Regions from separate parts of the Mus musculus genome. Here region 2 is linked to region 1. The links are chromatin contacts, called in public Hi-C maps. All regions are on one chromosome and are shown on one strand. The core of a region is the stretch at or near the end of the contact, and the rest is flanking DNA. Distances in the headings are between cores, read along the strand shown. Region 1 has its middle 140 kb from the start of Nt5c1b. Region 2 has its middle 39 kb from the start of Nt5c1b.

Region 1 (6,440 bases), core at 1,904-4,403:
CTTGGGGAAGCTTTGACGACTTAAGTTACCTACTGAATCCTGTGTGGCATTTACAGTGGATCCTGGTTATCTAAGGTATATGAGATATTTTCAAACTGTCTTCTTTCTTCATCTCTTCCTGTGATATTCACAATGGTGTGTCTCTCCATAGATCATAGTTTGAAATCCTAACCTCCAATGGAGTGGTATAAGGAGCTAGACCCTTTGGGAATTGTTTAGCATATGGGATTAATACCTTTACAATTGGCATCAGAGATCTGTTTTATGCCTTTTATATTGTAAGATTGTGATAGATAAATGGCCATAGCAGAGACACATTCACCTCAGCATCTGAATCTACCTTGCCTAGATCTCAAATTTCCAGGCTCCAAGGTGAGACGTAAAGCATCTCTATTATATCCTATTTAATAAATGGGGTTTCATAGAAGCTTAAATGAACTAAGATCATTGTGCGAGCCAGGGACCAGATGAAGGATTTAATTTGTAGTCCAAGAAAGCTCAAGTACTTTCTTCCCTGTTGTATATTTCCCACATTGCTTTGTGCTTTTGGTCCAAGTCCACCATGTAAACAACATGTGAGGGTAAGATTCATTTCTCTGGTTTCAATCAGATTGCGATTTCTCATAGGACAGGAAGAAAGAGTATTTTAATTTGTCCCATCCTTCCTTCATAGTTCACAACTACTTTATGTATAGAGACATTTCTTGTTATGTGTCCAATAAGACACCCAGTTATCATGAATATTATTATCATGACTGATCACTGTGCTAAAAATTAAAACAAATAAGTTGAAATCTTGGATTTAGCTAATAATTAGTTTGTACTAGCTTGGTCATTTCTATACTTGAATACTTCCAGATTAATTCCAAAGAAGGCAAGTTCATGACTGTGTACTTTATAAGGTTATGTTCCCCAAACCAAGCTTCTTCATGATTTTCTACTCTTAGTCATTTACCCAAATAGCAAGTAGATTGAACAAAAACTAGATAAGGGATTGAAGATGTACATTTTGAGAATGTTCCCAGAGCTGTCTTGTGAACAAGACCCATAGATATTCTTCTACTCTAATCACACTAAAATGGAAGGGGCCCTCCCATGAGGCATGGAGGCCAGGAGCTGTGGTCAGTTCCAGTGTGATTCTGAGATCGGATCTGTCAGCCTATATCTAAATCTTGGGTTAGTTATGCACTGTGGACCTCCGCAGTCCTCCAGCCCTCTCTTCTCAAGAAACCCTCTGGCTTGGACCCTCTGTCAATTTTTTTCCAACAGGCAATTGACAGGGCTCCCCCACTCTCCACTCCTGCTAATTCTTCTGTGGCTTGATGTCAGTCCCCAAGGGATAGGGTGAGCCTTGTGTTAATGCACGGTATTTCTTGAATGTTCCCCTCCTTCTCTAATCTGATATCTTTTACTACCTCCAAATTTCTCCGGGTAAGAACCTAAAATAAAATTCTAGATTTAAAGTAACAGCAATTTGGAGTCACCATAAATGTGTCCATAGAGTTAATACAAAATCATGTTCTTTAAGAAAAAAAAGGAAAGAATGGACACCCCAGGGGCGGCTTCTGTACTCCTTCTTTTTATTGACTGTTGTCTCCAAAGGTCTGATTTATTGAGAGTCACTTCACTCATCTATTCAGGACCCTTAGGAATAGCTCTCTCTTCTCTTATTTCCAGATTTCCTGGGAGACGAAACTCTCCCTTGCTCCACCATTCTGTATTTGTTGCTAAAGCTTGAAAACTTTGTTTTCACACATTTCAAACTAAGGTATCCCACTTTATTTCAATGCAAAATAGTAAAATGAGAAAAATCGCTCCCCAGCCCAGCAAACTATTCCAATGGCTCCTCAAATGACAGATTGTAACAATGTAGAAGTCAATTGCTGAGCTTTTTTTTTTTCCTTTCATCTCTTTGCCAGTTAACACCATTCTCTTCATTGTTTTTCAGTCTCTGAATGAATAAGTTGGGTTAGCTAGCCTGAACTCAGGAACCCTTTATCTTGGTTTAGTGTCCTGCCCTGCCTGTCCTTAAACTAAGTGTATATATAGCCTTTGCCAGATTACATTGTTTTAGGTATTCTTTTAATTATAAATTGTATAAATAATCACTGGCCTTATGTGATATCCTTTGAAAAGAAATATATTATTTAAACTAGATAATGTCACATAGAGGAGAAGGACCTAACAAATGTTTACTGATTGATTTTCTAAGCACTGTATGATTGTAATTGTAGCATTGATAATCATTCATGCTTGTGGTAACTCAGCGCTGCCCAGCATCTTTGTAGAAGACTGGTTTCTTATTCATGTAGTCAAATACCTTAAAGTTCATAGGCAAGTGGCCATGAAGCCTATTTTGTTTAAAGCACTATGACCTTCCAACCTTCAGACCCAGAAGGAATTCCTGTGTAGCAAGCCATATAATGTGTTGCTTCTGAGGCTCTTAGGCCAGTGTGTCTGGGAAAGCTTCAGGCTGGAAGTATTGAGGAGTATTAATGTGCAGACGTAGGATCTGTCAGGAATACGAGCTGTGGTGCAACACAAACCACCTGCAAAGCTTGTGATGTTTTTTGAAACAGAGTGCCGGAAAGAAGGGGCCCAAGGCCAAGAAAGGAAAATGGAGCTGCAGATTGGTGTGCAGCTCAAAGCACAGGCAGGGTAAGGAAGCTGCTCTTGTACTTCTATACCCTCCCCACCCCCAGCTGCTGTTCTGGGTGTCACATTTTCGTGACTGATGGACCATGTCAGGCTGAGGCATACTGGATTTCTATGCACATAAGAAAGGGAACAGAAAAGGTCAATGTCTTCAGTAAAACTTAGAGGATGATTTTACACCAGCAGCGACTCTCCCATAACGTTTAAAGCAGATTCTAATAAGTGGTTTCCAAATAGTAACAAAGCCGTGCAATGAGTTGCCAGGACATAAGCTGGGTGCCCCTTAGACCTTGGGAACTGTAAATCTCGAAAGAAGGCAGATAGTCTCCCCAATTAGGGTGCTAAGATTAGCAATCTCTTTCCTGAGTTTGCCAAAAAACACAAAGATGCTGATACAGAATTGGTAGCAGATCCACTAAAAACAGGCAGCCATGTGTCCATTAGTGTATGTCTGTGCTTCTGTGGTTAGGAGGCATGCAGCTGAGTGATGGGCCGTGCTATTTGTATCTCTGACATCATCAGTGCCTCTGAGGGAGTCCTTGCTAAAGCATGTCTCGTAGTCTAGTTGTTGCTCTTCAGAGCCATGATTTAGAACTACTTTTTCGTTTTGTTTTTTTCTAATCCTAAGTTTTTCTATGTAAGCCTTGCCTGAAACAAACACATAGCTTCAAAAGAATATAAAAGTAACGGTCTGTATAGGCATCAGTGGCAAAATCCTGGAGCCAGGAAATGCGCTTTGCAAAACTTCAAGGAAAAAAAAAAAAGATTTGCTGAGTGACTAGTGATCCTAAGAAAAGTTTCACTCCAGTGGCACAGGAGTAAGTATAGCAGTGTCTGGAGTGTTGGGACACCTCGGACATTAACCAGACCAGCTTTCCCACCTACTGCGTCATCAACATACTTTCTCCCAACACTCTGACATTTCCTCCCATCTCTCCTCACCTCCATCAGGCCCCCATGTTCTGTCCCTCACAAAGTCTGTCCCACCTGGCTTCTTGTCTTGGCTGATGAAAATCTACAGAGGCAGGAGAGAAGGAGCTGGATGTGATGCGGGCTGCAGATTACACGGGGATGAAAAGCACAGACGCAGATCCCATGACTGGTGAGAAGAGTCCACAAGAGAAGTAACTGCAGAGTAATTAGCAGAAGACTGTGTGCGCTGGTACATGGATGTGCTAAAGTGCTCCTACCGACTTTACTCTTTAACTTTGTTAATTTTAGGCAGGGTTCCTAAATTGGTCTTGCTATATAGCCAAGGATAACCAGTCTGAACTGATTATCCTCCTGTCTCCAATTCTCTAGCCCTGTGGTTACAGACAATAATTATGATACCTGGTTCTTGTGATACATGAATGAGAATACTCAATAACCACAAATATAAGATTTGGATTTTTAAGTCCCTAGTTTCTGATTTCAAATATTGCATTTTTTCCATTTGACCCCATTTTTGCTTACATGGATACAAAGATCCAAAACCCATAACACAGAACATAATATTTATTTACATTCTGAAATAATGTGCTGCTTATTGTTTTCAACAATTGTTTGAAACAACTTGGTTTTCAGTCAGTCCATGTGTGTTACAGGTGGCCTTTTGATTAAACAGGCACAAAAGAAGTTTGAAGAGATCACATTTTCTTGGAAAGCCATGAGAGTGAAGAAGACGTATGATTTTTGAAGAATGGTCTTTTTAAATAGCCTTCTATTATTTTACACAATGGAAGAATGAAAGCTAAGATACATGTGATTTAAAATTACTGTTCACTGTTATTTTTAGGGTTTTATGTTGTAGGATAGTTAGCAGGTTAGGACTAGGGCTCTTGCCTAGCAATAACTACTCATATGATGGCCATACTGTCAAGTACTGATTGCTTTTGGATGTCAGTTTCCATAATTTAAAAATGAAAGGTTATGACTAAATTAGTTCAAAGTAACAGTTATGAGCCTCATTGAGTATTCTTTTTGTATTACTGAAAATAGGTTCTTTTCTCATACAAAACATCCCAAACACAGTTTCTCCTCCATCCACCCATTCATGTTCACCCACACATGCCCTTCCCTCCTTCACCATTTCCCCTTAGTAAATAGTGGGCTTCTAAGAGACAACAACAAAACATGACAAAGGAAGATACAATAAGACAAGGCAAAAGCCCTTATTTCTAGGTTGGGAAAAGCAACCTAACAGGATGATAGGAGTCTCAGGAGCAGGCAAAAGAGTCAGAGATACATTCTCAATCCCACTGCTAGGAGGTTCACAAAAACACACTAAGCTAACAGTCATAACATATATGCATGGGACTTGGTACAGATGCATGCAGACCTGTGCTTGCCAATTCAGTCTTTGTGAGCTCTTATGAGCCCTGTGTAGTTGATTCAGTGGACAGTACTCTCCTGGTGTCTTGCAATCCCGTTGACTTCTACAATCTTTTCTCCCTCTCTTCCATGGCTTTCCCTGAGCTCTGAGGTGAGGGAACTGATTGAAACTTCCAACTTAGACTCTCTCTGGGTAGTGACTGGATGTGGATCTCTGCACCTATTCCCATCAGGTACCAGAGGAAGCTCTTGGATGATGACTGGACAACCTAAGGTAGAAGCAGATATGACTGGCCAATATGTATATGTGTATGTGCATATGTATATGTAAACATATATGAATATGTATATATCAATGATGTAATTCACTTAGTCCTCCTCCTCTTCTTCCTCTTCTTCCTCCTCTTTTTCTTTTTCCCATAGTGTTCCTAAGAAGATACTTTTAAAGTATTGGTTTGTAATCTCAATTCATTAGACAGGTTTTGTGGACCTTTCTAGTGTATGTAACATAGTGTATTGAACTCTGGAATTATGGGAGTATTTACTTATTCCCTTGTCCAATTGGTTTCATGGGGCTGGATTGTAAACTGCATTATGATTTTCTATAATATTATTATATAGTTCAAGAAGACACAGGTTATACCATAGTATAAAATCTCAGCAACTTAAAAAAGGAAGTCTGTTTTGTGTCCACACAAATGCTGAAGTTGTCTCTAGAGGACCCTCTGTTATATGACTCCTCTGTGCTGCAAGAAAGGCTCCAATTTGTCTGCCTACACATAAAACATCTACTCTCATAGATAATAGGAAAGGGGGTCTGTTGATATCTCCAATTTTCTTTTTTAGCTTTGTTCTAGAAGCATTCTAGTTTTCCAAGTCCCTTCTCCACTATCATATATCTCTTCATATCTAAGAATCTAGAAAATAAAGTTTACCTTCCAACCAGGATAAGAATCATTGATATTGGTGACCCCTACTAAGTTTTACCACAGCTTATCTTCATTGTCAGTCAGAATAATAAACTGTGGTAAGTCACATGCCACGCATATACAAATGATAAAGAAGAGTAGAGTTTTTGATGAGTTCATTTCAACTGAAGTGAACATAAAACAGAAATTATCTGAGCCTTGAAATATGAAGAACTAGAAGGTGGAGCTTCTTATAAGATATGAGAGAGAAGTGGGGTCTTGGAAGAAAAAAATCAAGTGGCTATCCCACTCATTCCAGGTAAGCCACTTGAGAGAGAGAGAGAGAGAGAGAGAGAGAGAGAGAGAGAGAGAGAGAGAGAGAGAGAGAGAGAGAGAATATGAATATGGGAGATTTATTGAATCTAAGAAAATCAAATGAGAATTGCAAGAAGGTGATAAGGCAAAAATCCATGGAGAGGTGTAACCATACAAGTTCTAAGGATACATGTTTTCTAAAAGAAAACTTGAGACTCCTGTCTCTTGGATATTGTTGGATTCTCAAAA
Region 2 (6,228 bases), core at 2,770-5,269, 98 kb before region 1:
GAAATGACAGGGAAGTGGTACTCATGAAGTCACAAGAAATTGGTTCCCTGAGCGATGACCACACCATTCCCTATGTCAGTGTGGACTGGGAGAAGTCCACCAGACTCTACTCTTAAATGAATAACTACAGGTCGTAAATGGCTTCTGAGAGAGGTAGGATCATTTTTTCCTAGGCACAAATTCCGTGATAGGCTATCACATATGTTTATCTGCATATGCATATGCATATGCGTGTGCGTGTGTGTGTGCACGTGTGCGTGTGCGTGTGTGTGTGTGTGTGTGTCACTAACCCCAGAAGGAGCTGGGAGGAGTGACAGTGACATGAATTGGACGTGGGGAAGATAAGGGAGAAAACTAGGTAAGCATAGTGTAATTATGCATGGTTTGTTAAAGGAAAAATAGAGTATTGAAGAAATTCATACTCAATATTGGGAAGCCACTCGCTATGTTGTCCTTTCCCGACTGCCTTATATGAAGTTGGTGCCAGACTTAAATTTGCTCGTTTCTCAAGTCAGATAACTTAAACACATAATTTTCTTAACATTGTTTTTCTTAAAATTAAAAGTAGTTTTTGATTTACTCATCTTGTGGGAACAAATGAAGCAATTTTCATTTTAAGCTTCTGCATGGTGTTAAAATTGGAACAGCTTGTTCAAATAGTGTAACTTTTATCTTGAATGATTATTGCTAAATTCCCTCTCAACAGCTTGGCTTAACATTCATTTTGGAAATTCAATCAACAACTTTTCCTACCTCATTTATTTCTTCAGATCCAAAATCATTTTGATTTTCTTCATTAGTAAATATATTTCATTAAATACCTGTTCCCAAATAGTCAGCTAAACTAATTTTTCTGTAGGGTTCAGTGCAATTAGCACAAGTTCTGTGCATTTCTTCTAAGGACCCATGTGTGGTGTAAGCCCAGCCCCATATTAAACTGTCTCAAGTCTTATTTAAACTGAGGTTTTTTTTTTTTCAATTTAGTCTTGTTATAAACTCTGTAATTTTTATTTTGGGGAAGGCTTCATGAAGGTGAAGAATGTATTCAACATTGAATGGCAAATTAGAATTGAGACACAGCTGTGACTTTGATGTTGCATCTTCTTTCTCAGCAACTTTTGACTTAATTTTATTATCTATACACCCATGCACACCCATACATACACAGGCATGCACATGCGTGCATGCAAAGGCAAGAGGATGATGTTTAGCGTCTTACCTCCATTCATTGCTTTCCATTCTATTCTCTGAGATTTGGTCATTCAATTTGGGGTTCAACAATTGGCTAAAATACTGGCCAATGAGCTTCATAGATCCACCTGGCTCTGTGTCTCCAAAATTAGATTACAAACTCAGGCCATTTGGTCTGGCTTTTATGTGGATTCGAAGAACCTGAAAGTGGGTCCTCATGATTGCTACCACAGCCAACACTTCCTTCACTCATCCATCTTCCCGGTGACCTCAGTGTCTTTTTAAAGCTCCATAGTACCTCACCTATAGAATTTATATTTTATATTAGACTTTATTCCTGTGCCTAAACAACTATCTCATTATAGGTGTTGTGAAGATAAAAATTAAAAAGGAGTCAGTTTAACAAACTTTAAAATGGGTTTCCATTCTATAAGAAATATATCTTTTTACAAATTTTATAGGAAATAAGTTTCAGTAATAGGCTACTGAGACCACTGGGGAGTACAGAATATGACTCCTAGAATACTCATTTTGGATAAGTGGAAAAGACTCATAGATATGTTGCTTTATACCTCATACTCCTAGAAAGAAAATCACAAGACTTAATCATGATAACACATAGAAAGTGGCAACAATGGAGTTTAAGGGACAGGAGAATATAGCATAGGTGCAGACCACCACAGATACCGAGATTTTTACAATTTTTTTAATGTTTATTCAGTTTCCATGGAAAGATAGGATGGAGAGTGTCCCTGCTCTCTCTCTATATGAGAAGAGGTGGTAGAAAAAGTCTTGTGGGTAGAATATAGAGATACTAGTCAGTTTTCTGGACCAGAAGGAAGAGCTAACACCACAAGCTCGTCTCTTGATGTTCCCACCAGAGTTTACTGCTTTTCTGCCATTGCTCTACTACTGACACCATTCTCATACCCTGGTCTCTCCCCTCTGTGCCAACTTTGCTCTAGTTCTGAAACTATTAATTATATCTGTTAACTTAAAAGAATTTGAGGTAGTATTCTGAGAGCCTTTGTGTTTTCCAAGCAAAACACTGTAAAATTACACATAAACAAGAATTATTGTGTCAGAAAACCTCATCCAAAACAAATCACTCTATGCTACCATTTTTTGGCAGAACCCTAGTGTGAGCCATCTATCTTATTCATATTTGAGGCCCAAACATTTTTGTTACCTCATGTTTCTTTCTTCCCTCCTGATTTCCTGACATTTCCAGTTCCTGCCAAATAGTTTTTGATTAGGTTGCATAGGTTCCTATCTGTATGTGATGGTGCTTTCATTCATGGTTTATGTTGAGGATAGAAGGGAAAGAATGGAAGATTGACAGAATATTTGGTGATAATGATTTTGCAGCTAAAATTGACCTCAGAGTAACTGGTTAAAAGTTGAAAATCAAGTAATGTACTACTAACTTGTCTTTAGAGAGCTATAATTCCTTATAACAACTGAGGGAAATATGGAAGAGAGTCTGAAGACCTCGAAGTCATACTCAGTAATGACTATGGTTTCATAGTGTCTTTCTTAGTTCACAGGAGAATAACAGTACATTTTGTGAGTAAACTGGACATTGATTATTTCATTTAGTTGTCATAGTAATGCTATAAAGCAGATATTATATTCTTATTTCATAAGTACTACAATTCTATGAAGTAGATATTGTATGCCTGTGTTATAAAGACCAAGCCTCATTTAATTTGGAGTAAATGCCTACCTGTGCCATAAATGTTAAGTATCAATGTAAGAACAGTTTCCAGCTCTGTCTGTCTGTCTGTCTGTCTCCAAGGTTTAAGCTTATTACCACATTCAGATTACTTTAAAACTTTATTGTAACTCATTTTAAAAAAATGGGTTTATATCACTTTCTTCTCTTTTCAATAAAACTATAGGAGACTTGTTCAGTGGATACTTTAAATATGCATAAAAGGATCTCAAATTACTATAAAGAATTTTTGACAGAACAGTCAACCTCCAGATATCCTTCTATTCCTAAGTCTGTGATCTCAAAGTAATTTTACTTCCCAGATAAGCATTCTAGCCAGAAGTGGCAAATGCATGAGCAATCTGCTATCATGATGAGCTTGGGGGTTCAGAGGGTCTCACAATTAGTGACAGATACGTGGCAGAATGACGTCATTTCCAACAGAGAATCCATTGAGCTCCTGCTTCATGGATTCTGTCTACCATTCCATGGATCCATCTCAGTGATGAGAGTTGAAAGGGAATTTTAAGTTATATTATCGATATGGCATTGCTTATGCAACTTATTTCTGTTTTCATCAAAGTAACTACTTGTGTGTTGTGTATTATTGGGAGTGAAGAAAGAGAGAAATACAACCAAGATTTTGGAACTCAGTAAAACCACATGGTGCAATCCAATGTTAGCATTAAATCCTGTAAAATGAGAATGATATTTATAGCTTTTTAGTAGTTATAATTACTGAGATATTATAACTCATAGGGTCAAAGTTTCATGAAGTCACTGTGAGTAACTTTGGTCATTTCCCTAACTACCATACTGGTGGAGTTCATGCCAATCTAATTGGAAATTATTACTATTGGAAGTCACTAAGTTTCAGGGAATGTTGACAGCCTGAGTTAAATACTATGCTCATTGTTTGCAGCTTGCTCTCACCACTGACAGTTTGAAGGGAGTACCCAGAAATACTTTAGTAGTGACACAGCCTGTAAGGACATTGGATTTAATTGAATAAGATGGAAGAAGAGGTAGTTACTTTCACTAGAAAGATAATTCTATTTCTGTTGCTTTCAGGAGAATGGATATGAGTAATACATTGTGTGGTTAGGCTATGGGCTACGAGAGCTTCCGAGAAGAAGATGAGGTTAAGCAAGTATCCTGAGTCACCCTAAACTGAGTAGACTCAGAGCTAGAAAGTTTCTTCCTGTCAGCTTTCCTACTTTAAAGGCATTAATGTTATTAAGGTTAGACATATGCAAGAGTATCAACTCGTGTGTTTTAAAAAGCCCTGTACTGAATGAGGTAGTTTTGTATACTACCAAATTCAATTTAGATTAACAGTATTTTTCCTACTTTTTTTCACTTGAAAAATGAAATATAATTGTACATCTCTATTAATATTTTTGTTTCAGGAAATACTGAAATAATAAATAAATTCTTTTTATTTTCTATTTTACCTTTCTTCTTCAAAATGCAGGTAACCCTGTTTAATGTGAAAAGTTTCTTAACTCATGAATTCTACATCTTATGCCACGAATTCTAGTATATTGTAGGCTAGATATCATAAAAATAATAACCTTTGGTTATATTTTAGCAAATAATTTGCTTTTGCTTATTTACATTAACATTGTTGGTTGAAAAGTATGATATATTATCATAAATGATCATTTGAGTTCATGAACCCAGTGATACTAGAATCTAGAAGGAAGGGAGGACAGTCTTAAGAGGAAGTAGGCTTAAGGCAAATCTTGTAAATTAATTCAATCTGGAATCTTGGACTCTGTTCCCTGAGTCTAAGTTGATTAGACACTGTAAAAATCAATTGGTCAAACATAATAATGGATGTGTACAAATTGGCCTCAATTTGACTATGTATTTCTTCTGTAACATTTCAGTCTCTTAAGTATTGCATTGTGTCTTAATAATACAGTTTGTTTCTTTCAGTAGTACTGAGGATCAACCTCAGGTTATTATGTGTTCTAGGCAAGGACTGTATCACTAAAATATATACTCATCCCTTTTACGATTTTAGTGAGGCTTTGTTGTTCTTACCCTATAGCCCAGGCAGTCTTCAATTTGTTACAAGCCAATGTCATTAGGCACAGCATATAATCCTACTGTTTAGAGTTTAAAGGGCTACAGACTGAGGAAAACTGAGAGAGAGAGAGAGAGAGAGAGAGAGAGAGAGAGAGAGAGAGAGAGAGAGAGAGAGAATATGAGCTAATGTCCAGAGCTGATATTTTGTAATCCTCAATTTAACTTTAGTCTTAGAATTCCAAGCTAATATAAACTATCCTTTGAGTGCTGCAACTTAGAAATAGGGAAAGATGCTGCACTGTGGTGGCACATGCCTTTAATCCCGGCACTCAGAAGGTGAGGTAGGTGAATCTCTGAATTCAAGGCCAGCCTGGTCTACAGGGCTACACAGAAAAATCCTATCTTGAAAAATAAAAAATAAATAAATAAATAAAAAATTAAAACATAAAAGAAATATAAAAAGGCTCAGAATAAGCCACTATTCACATGTCTGTCCTGAGAGATGTCCCAGACTCCTTAGGAAGGACTCACACTTCCCGTGCTCGCATCTCATGTACGTATTTCTTTCCAGAACAAGGGCAGCTCTCCTTGCCTTGTTTCATCTTAACTGTTTTTACTGCTGAATAAATATTTCAGAATTTGGAATGTTTCCACTCACAATCATGTCATCTTTCAGAAATTTGAGCATGCAGAGAGTACACGTTATCTGCAATCCTGATGACTTGATTCATTACCGGATGCTTGTTAGCCAAAGATAGAAGCAATTTTTATGCTATTAATCATGCTTCCCGCAAACTCCATAGTAGTTTTCAAAAAAAGAAAAAAAAAAGAAAATTATATGAAACCTTAAATCCGTCACTGTCATCTCGGTGTTTGCAGTGCCTCCTGCTTCTCGGGGAAAGGCGTGGCGTGCTTTCAGAACAACGCGGATCTGTTACTTCATCTGTCAAAACAAGAAGTAGATGCCTGTCATGTTTGTAGCCTGAAGGCAAGTCATTTGACATTAGTAGAGGGATCTGCATTAGATCTGGGTATTTTTAAATTAGAAAGTAGTTGTAGTTGTATCTGTGTTGTTTTCTACAAGGTGCTTGGTGTTAGGGAGATGAGCTAGCACGTTCTCCCTGCAAGCTGAAATCTGGGAAGGAGACCTCAGCCAGGCTCTGAGCCTGCCTGTTGAACCTCATTCTTTAGTTGACCTTATTTCAATCTTCTACAAGATTTGGCATGGTTTAGTGATCTTCTGTGAAGTGGGGGAATGAAAACGTTCATATAGGTACTGTTTATGGGGT

The links. Hi-C and Micro-C count contacts between places; a contact is called where the count stands out from the background.
Region 2: a Hi-C map of the C2C12 cell line shows a contact between it and region 1, with 1.9 times the contacts expected there. The contact joins two enhancer-like sites. A contact is called at or near these places in 1 of 15 datasets of contacts at CTCF or cohesin (the NIH/3T3 cell line) and 2 of 484 Hi-C or Micro-C datasets (the C2C12 cell line and adipose-derived mesenchymal stem cells).

What each region holds. Positions count from the first base shown.
Region 1 is chr12:10,228,039-10,234,478 of GRCm38.p6, reverse strand. No RefSeq gene overlaps it. Among named protein-coding and RNA genes, the nearest start is that of Nt5c1b, 140 kb to the left of the region's middle. Within about 2 kb of position 3,153, at least 27 of the 459 cell types and tissues checked have an H3K27ac peak or open chromatin away from gene starts, as enhancers often do. A contact at or near this core is called in the C2C12 cell line and adipose-derived mesenchymal stem cells, where this site is marked.
Region 2 is chr12:10,327,367-10,333,594 of GRCm38.p6, reverse strand. No RefSeq gene overlaps it. Among named protein-coding and RNA genes, the nearest start is that of Nt5c1b, 39 kb to the left of the region's middle. Within about 2 kb of position 4,019, at least 32 of the 459 cell types and tissues checked have an H3K27ac peak or open chromatin away from gene starts, as enhancers often do. A contact at or near this core is called in the C2C12 cell line and adipose-derived mesenchymal stem cells, where this site is marked.